Regions from separate parts of the Zea mays genome. Here region 2 is linked to region 1. Evidence: chromatin contacts called from public Hi-C data. All regions are on one chromosome and are shown on one strand. Each heading gives the region's core, a stretch centred on a gene start, on an enhancer-like site or on the middle of the called end of the contact. The rest is flanking DNA. Distances are from core to core; before and after follow the strand shown. Region 1 has its middle 10 kb from the start of LOC103629193. Region 2 holds the start of LOC103629196 (AP2-like ethylene-responsive transcription factor TOE3).

Region 1 (4,010 bases), core at 838-3,337:
ATCTAGAAAATTTCCCATAGTGTTATTAGAAATAAATTGATGAATGGTGGTCATAAAAAAGTGATTTAGAGTAGAGAAAAAAATTAGGAAGCTCATAAGAAAAAATATTAAGATGAAGAAAGTAGCAATTTGATAAGAAAAAGGGCAAAGACATGTTAAGAAGAGAGTCATGGTACTAGACATGTTTCCGAAAACTTACACACTCGTAATGCATAGACAGCAAACAATTAAGCAAACATCACGTCGACCAAAAAATCTATCAAATTAATAAACACATTATGCTCATAATAAGAAGTGCTTGAAGCTCATGAAAGTATTCAAGAGCATCTAAAAGTAGATTATGCTCGTAGTAGAAAAGTATAAAGAAGGTTCCAAAAAGGTAAAAAAAAATATTATGTGAAATCTATCAATCTCTACTATACTTAAAGCGTCAGTTTCAACGATCGTCTCGCGTCATCTTTTTACAAATAACCCCTCACAGCTATTTCAAATTAACTCGTTGTACGTCTGTTTGGGTCTGGTTCGCGCAACCAATCTCCACGTCCCAGAACACACCTCCACATATAGATGAACAAACGGCGGCTCGGTACAGGCCAGACGCCCGCGGGCCACAGCTATGCCCAGGCACGTCATGCCGGTCTACTGACTGTGTCGGGTCGGTCCGTTAGCCCATTTGGTTAAATCAGCGTAAAATGTTATAAAACGGTGCAGGAGGTGGAGTTCAAACTCATGTCGTGATGGAAGAAGGATATAGATGAACAAACGGCGGCTCGGTACGCACCAGAAGCCCGCGGGCCACAGCTATGCCCAGGCACGTCATGTCGGTCTGCTGACTGTGTCGGGTCGGTCCGTTAGCCCATTTGGTTAAATCAGCGTAAAATGTTATAAAACAGTGCAGGAGGTGGAGTTCGAACTCATGCCGTGATGGAAGAAGGACGAGAGACACTAGGTAAAGCTGTCTAACCAGTAGAACATCATTCTCAAATGTTTTAAATATTGAATGTATATATATATATGTATATACGTTTTTTGTAAAATAAAAAAAATAGTGCCGGGCTAGGCCAGCACTACGGACCGAGGCTACAACCCAAGCACGACACGACGTTCTTGGCTCTTGCAAGCATTAGATCGTTTCTGAGACCACATTGACGCAATGAATTTTATGGTGTTTGAGGTTACTGAATTGGATGGAGCAACAATGGTTTTTCACACTAACAGTAAAATGAAAGGTTATTTGTTGGTTTTAAACATTAGTAATTGATATGAAGTAGCATAATTTATATGGAGCGCATCCAGTTTTTATTGATGCCTGACTTTAGCAACCACTCCATATTTTGATCTATCTTTTTTGTAAGTTTGAGTTCATGTGACTTATTTTAGAAACTTGAGCTCACAAACATTCTCTTATTTGGTCTCTGTATGGTGGATTATGTTATTCTATAATCTCTGTTCGTTCAGTCAGTCGTTGTGAACTCTCTTCTAATCGCTCACTTTATTGGCCGTATTGTACCGAGACAGATTGGATGGAGTAAACAATAACATCAGTTAGTCAAATCAAAAAAATATTATACGAAGAGCGGAGGCAATCAATAAAAAATTTTGAGATTTTTTTAGTGGATAGTTTACGTGGTTATTGTTGTAAGCCGTCGCAGCGCACGGACAACCGACTAGTTTAAGTTAAAAGGAAACATAGGTTTCTATAACTAAACTTTGTGTGGATTCTAATCTAATCTTGAGAAGTTTATATATATATATATATATATATATATATATATATATATATATATATATTAGAATCATTTGTTTTCTCAGTACTTTTTATCCGTAATCGAAAATATAAAAAAATTTAGGACGCGTGGCACTTGATTTCCAGGTCGAATTTGCCTGCCGCCGGTTGCCCGGATCCTCCGTCGGTCCGTCCGTCCTCGTATACATAGAGTCATAGACCACGGACCTTCCGAGTCCGGAAAGCTCCGTCGGCACCACCGGTAGCCTACTTTTGTGCCTCTCCGCCGGACAGCGACGCCACTGCGGGGCCGGGGCCCACTGTACTTGGTTCTTTTTAATGATTTCCCTCTCGTCGCATCCCGTCGCCGTCAAACGCTGCCGTGTGTGTGGACGGCACTGCTGCGTCTGTGTGGTGCTAGGTTCCTCTCGCTAGCTCTTGTTGCACCGTCAAGTCGTCGGCGGCGGCTCGGCGCACCACATCCTCCATCTGTCCGTTCCCATCCCTCCGTTCTAAATAACCATGGATGCCTGCCTTTCAAAGTTGAAACAGGTTTCCGTTTGAAGCAAAGCAAGCCCAGCCGAGCACGGGTCTGATGACTTGTCCTGTTCCGCTGACCTTCTAGCTAGGAAGAGATTTTCTCTATCTAGGCAAGAAAAACCCATTGGTAGGACCATTATTTCGTTCGTCTACTTTTACAACGAAAACTTCCCCATTGTCATTAGATTCTAGGCCCGTCCTGACTTTTGCTCCCGTCTAGTGCAGCTGGTTTCACATGTGTGCTACTCCCATCGTATCTCAAATATCTATACTTCACGTGTGCTACTCCTATCGTATCTCAAATATATATACTACTCTATTAAGACAATAATGTCAGCGTGCACACCCTGGTGCCCCCCCCTATCCCCGCCCGAGCGCCCCCGCCTCGCGTTCCCCTCTCCACGCAGCCACTCCCAACCGCGATAGGCGTCGTCACTGGGCCCCTCACGCTCCTCCTCTCGCCACCACCAGGCCCCTCATGCTCCTCCTCGCATCGCCACCGACCCCACCCCAGATGCACCCCCACCCCACCAAAGACCTATTCTCGCGCCACCACAGGCCCTGCCCGATGCCGCCCAATTCATACGTCGCTGCTTTGTTTATGTGATTTGTCTCCCGATACCCATGATATGATTAACCTGTTTATGTGATTTGCAAAAGAAAATGCAATGAGTATGCGCCTTTGTGAAATAATAAATTTAACTATGCATTAACTCTTTTCAAAGGCACCACAACAATTTTTGTTGGTTGATTGCATAGAATAATCTCGCTTATTAGTTAAAATTGTGATTTTGTGGGGTATTTTTTTGGGCTGCTATCGAACATGTCAAGAATGAATAATGCTACAGATCTGCTCATGGGTAGCTAGAACATCTTCATTAATTTTGCTCTTTAATTCTAATCTAATGGATATCACAAAATCTTGGGGAGTTTTTTATTATTTCCCATCAGTATGATAACTAGAACATATTCAACAGTTTTGTTGTGTTCATCAAAACACGATTACTTTCAAGTCTTCATCAAAATAAGGTTACTTTCAATTTACTTTTTTTCTCACTCTCTTCCTCGATCATCGTTTTTTTTCCTTTGCCTGATATGGATGCTACTCGTGCTGAACGCCAGGTTCCTTCTTTTCCATACTTTGACAAGATTTATTTTTGATTTTTTAAAATTCAGACCCGAATGATAAGTAAACACTTGAAGTCGGCAATCCTAATATATATATATATATGTATGTATAGGGTGATGGTAATTGGAGCCCTGGGCTTCCATTAGTATGGGAAGCCCCAGTCAGGTATATCTACGCGCGCTCGATCTGGTTCTGGTTCTGGTTCTGGCTCGAGCGGATTGCAGCGTAAAACGTGACCTAAAACAGCGTAAATGAGTACGAAATTTAGCGTAAATCTTATATCTGTTTTGTAACAGCAAACGAGGCCTAAAATTACGGCGTAAAAATCGCATGCAGCCGATCGTGCGCGGGTTCTGGCTCGGGCGGATTCCAGCATAAAACGTGATCTAAAACAGCGTAAATGAGTACGAAATTTAGCGTAATTCCAAAATCTGTTTTGTAACAGCAAACGGAGCCTAAAATTACGGCGTAAAAATCGTGTGCACCCGATCGTGCGCGGGTTCTGGATCGGGTGGATTCTAGCGTAAAACGTGAACCAAAACAGCGTAAATGAGTACAAATTTTATCGTAAATCATCGATCTGTTTCGTAACGACAAATGGGTCTCGAATTACGG
Region 2 (4,010 bases), core at 844-3,343, 200 kb before region 1:
CGTCCGAGGTGAACAACCTTGCAGCCTCTACTTCGCTGTCGAATAGCCCAAGATATATGTACCTGCACCCAAGCCAAGCATGGCGTTCCCACCGGTGAGCTAGCTAGCTAGGACTGAGGAATTCCCTAGCCACTTCCCCTTTTTTTTATATTAATATTCCGTTTTTTTAATCTTCTGATTGAAACAACCACTGATCAAGCAAGCATATACTTTTACTGAACAATGCATGGTAAAACTAGTACTAAATCATGTGCGTGGGAGTTCATCTGGTGCGAAGTACGAACGAACGAACTCTATCGAGACTACAGCCATCAAGTGAGTGGATGGAAAGGAAAGGCACATGCAAGGATGAAATGAAATAATCTGCAGCAAAGTACAGCGCCTGCAAACGAAGTGTTGTTTCTTACTTCTTGCCGAGGAACTGCCCCATGCGCGCCTCCCAGCGGCCGCACTTGTGCAGGGTGACGCCCCTGTACTTGGAGCTGCCGCGGGAGAAGCCGGTGCTCTGCCGCCGCAGGGCGTGAACGAACTCCTCCTTGGACAGGCTCTTCATCTGGTGCACAGGGCCATGCGTGTACGTTCAGCAGATGTTTCAGTCGGTGCTAGCTGCAAGAACACTCGTGTATGTACCTGCTTCATATCGTCGTCGTAGTCGCTGAGGTTGAAGTTTATGTCGGCGTCGACGCCGCGGAACTTGATCGCCGCTCGGTCGTACGCCCTGCAGCAAGCCCGTCCCGAGAGCTAGCGGTCCATTAATCCGGCCGGTCGGTGGGGTAGCTAGACAAGGGTGGATGGATGGATTGATCGTTACCTTGCAGCGGCATGAGCAGTGTCGAATCCACCTGCGTAGATTGGCCATCGGCCAGATCACCGAATCGGTTAATTAGGCCATTCGATCGAGATCACGAACTAGTTAATAACGGGAAATTTATGCTGCAGATCGATCTGCTTATTGCTGCTCACCTAAGTACACCTGCTTCCCGCAATCCCTGCCATTTCCGAGGAACAGGACAGCACAGGAAGACGAAACATTTGGGTGTCAGAATCACAAGCGATTATTGGTCGGTAGGTGAAAGGGCGCATGGTGAGCTTGCAGTGCTACTGACCAGATGTGGGACTCCCAGCGGCCGGTGCGGCGGTAGAAGGTGACGCCGCGGTACTGCGAGCTGCGGGAGCGCGGGCCGCGGCGGCTCTTCTTGGCCTGCTGCGGCTGCGCGGGCGGCGGCGGGGGCGGGTACGGGTGCGGGTGCGGCAGGACCCTGATGTCCGGCTGCTGCTGCGGGCCGGCGCGGAAGAAGCCGAGCTCGGCCCAATGCTGCGGCGCCGGGAAGAGCTCCCGGGTGACGAGCTGCTGCTGGTGGTGGCGAGGTGGCGACGGCGTGGCGTCGCCGTCGTCGGCGTCCGCGCCGGCCGCGTCGCTGTCGCTCCTGAGGATGCTGAACTCGAGCACGGCCGGCGTCGAGCTTGACCCCTCCTCCCCCGGCGCGGGCCCCCCGCCGCCCGCCGATGCCGCCTCCGCGTTCAGCACCGACGAGCCCGAGGACCCCGAGTCGCTCGCCTCCAGCGCCGCCGATGGCTTCTCCGGCGCCACCTCGGCCACGTTCAGATCCAGCTCCATCTCCCGCTCCTCTGCTCCTGCTCCAAGATTCCAACTTGCAAGCAGCAGCCCGTCCCCAGTCGCAACTGGGCTGCTAGCTAGTAGGTAGCTACCTGGTGGCTGGCGCTGGTCTATTTCAAGAAGAAGAACCAGAGGAGGAAGAGGTAGAAACAGGAGAGTGCCGAGTCGTTCTTGCGGTACATTTAGCCTCCACGACCACGAGCTGCCTCCTCACTCCCGATCTCTGACGACCATCCTGCACGCAACCCGGAGACGGCCCTAGCCACTGTACGGTCGCTTCACGACTCAAGAACACCGTACCCCGGACCACCAATCAACAATCAGCTAAATATCCTCTCCTTCCCCTCCTCCGTTAAATATCTTCTCTGATTTGGGCAAGGGGAGTAGGGGGAGAAGAGGAGCGGTTAGCTAGCTAAAGGTTGGGTTTTTTACAGGAAAGGCGGCGGGCGCGGGGCCTTTCGGAGCTCCGGCGGTGGGCGACGGAGCTGAGGAAGAAGAGGGAAGGTGTGGCGGAGTGAGGGAGAAAAAAGAGGCGGGTGATATATAGATAGAATAGGAGAAGGAGAGTGGGGTGGGGCGTCGGTCACCGCCGGTGGCCGGTTAACCTTAAAATCCTTCCTGATTTGGGCACCCTGCGTCGTCCGATTTGGTGGGTGGCCGCCTGCGGGCCTGGATTTGTCATTTCTCCACCCCGGGACCCCAATCCGGCCATCCCAACCCACACCCACACGGCCCCGCCCGGGAATAAAAACATGGGAGTGAGAGTGAAAAAAAAAGAGGGTCAGATGATAATAATGATGATGACGATATATAGTTTGCCATGCCATGCATGTCGCGCTGGTCGAAAATATCTCCTCTCTCCGTTTTGGCAGGTGCTTCCTCCTCGGCTTCTCCTGCCTGCCTACCATAGACTAGGCTGTTTGAGGACCGTGAAGGAACAATTTCTCTTTGTTTGAGAAATGAGTCTTGCAAGCGATGAGCATTGCAAATAATGCATGTTATTATGTTAGCGTGCATGTGTACCATGTATAAGAAAAACATTTTCTACCCTCATAGATGTAATAGAGTAGAAAGACTTATTTTTTCTGTGTGTCGTGACAAGATTTTTAGGTTGTGCGGACGTCGATAGGGCACCAAACACTATTAGGGATGTCACAGGTCGAGTATAATAAATACCCGTCCACGACCGTACCCGCGGATATTAGCCATACCCACCCGCAACTGTACTCGCGGATAAAAAAATTATACTCGTGTCCGTACCCGTCGGATATCGGGTATATATATATATATATAATATAGAAAATTCCAGAAAATACAATCATAACCAGCAAAAATTCCAGAAAACTTATGCGTACATGGAACACTTCAAACAAGTCTTCATGAATTATGCGTCAACACAGGCATACAGAATATAATATGGAAACACTTTAAGTCTTCATGATACATGTTCACTAGTTTTTTAGTTTTTACGAATATCCACGGGTAACCCACGGGCGGCAAAAAATATCTGTACCCGAACCGATTTTATCACGAAGAACCTGAATCTCGCCTCCCGTGAGGGACCGCGTCGGGAGGAGAGATCCAAGGGTTTTCTTATGGTCGACAGGTCACCCAAGGCGTTTCTAGTCAACATAGAGCTGAAGAGAGGCGAAGAATTGAGGTAGAGGAAGGCTAAACTAGGGCTAACTTATTCTATTCACATGCAGACCGTTTGTGCCGTCACCGCGCACTCTAGACCGTAAGGACTATAGGGCCGGACTGTCCGGTAGCTAATTTGGTGCTCAACACATGCCCCTTCCTTTTGGTGGAGGTTGATGAACAAAAAGCATCTACACTATTAGCACCCTTCAAGAAACAACAAATCTCACAAGTCCTTTTGTTTTTCGATGTAAGAACTCAACCGATGCAGGTCACCGGCTTTTCAATCTAATAGAGTGAGTATTCAATAGAGTTCTAGAGCATAAAGGTCGTTTAGGATTGCATCTTTCTCGGACATGACTACTTGATCAATGAATCAATAGAGGTACAAAATTGTGGTACCCCAGCTCAAATAAGCAAAGCACTGACACATGTAATACGGGTTCATTGCGGCACTACCCCATGTTTGAACAGGAAAATATATCGTCGATGAATAGGCTAGTGGAAAGTACTATGGCATCATTAGTTGAACAGACGACCCTTGTTGCGTCGCCTGTTGGACCGTTTTATTCAGTTGTATTGCCTTTGTAGGTGACCGGAGTGGTTTTGTTGGCCAAATGCAGGGACGGCCTTTTCAAAAGCAGGGATGGCTTTAACCATCCCACCAGAAGTTTTAGATGAATTTTGCTTCGACGTACCTGTTTCTGGTTATCGATGCTTTTAAAGGTGTGTGGACACTTCAGCCTCTGGTTGC

Evidence for each region. A called contact is a pair of places that touch in the nucleus more often than the background predicts.
Region 2: a Hi-C map of leaf shows a contact between it and region 1, with 2.0 times the contacts expected there. The contact joins the promoter of LOC103629196 here to the enhancer-like site in region 1. A contact is called at or near these places in 4 of 25 Hi-C or Micro-C datasets (bundle sheath, ear and leaf).

What each region holds. Positions count from the first base shown.
Region 1 is chr6:36,615,633-36,619,642 of Zm-B73-REFERENCE-NAM-5.0, reverse strand. No RefSeq gene overlaps it. Among protein-coding and RNA genes, the nearest start is that of LOC103629193, 10 kb to the right of the region's middle. Within about 2 kb of position 2,087, at least 17 of the 20 cell types and tissues checked have an H3K27ac peak or open chromatin away from gene starts, as enhancers often do. A contact at or near this core is called in bundle sheath, ear and leaf, where this site is marked.
Region 2 is chr6:36,817,750-36,821,759 of Zm-B73-REFERENCE-NAM-5.0, reverse strand. It overlaps LOC103629196 (AP2-like ethylene-responsive transcription factor TOE3), which reads right to left and starts at 2,093. Exons shown (of 10, transcript NM_001328266.1): 1 at 1,107-2,093; 2 at 964-989; 3 at 812-842; 4 at 631-718; 5 at 408-553; 6 at 18-62. The coding sequence starts at 1,618.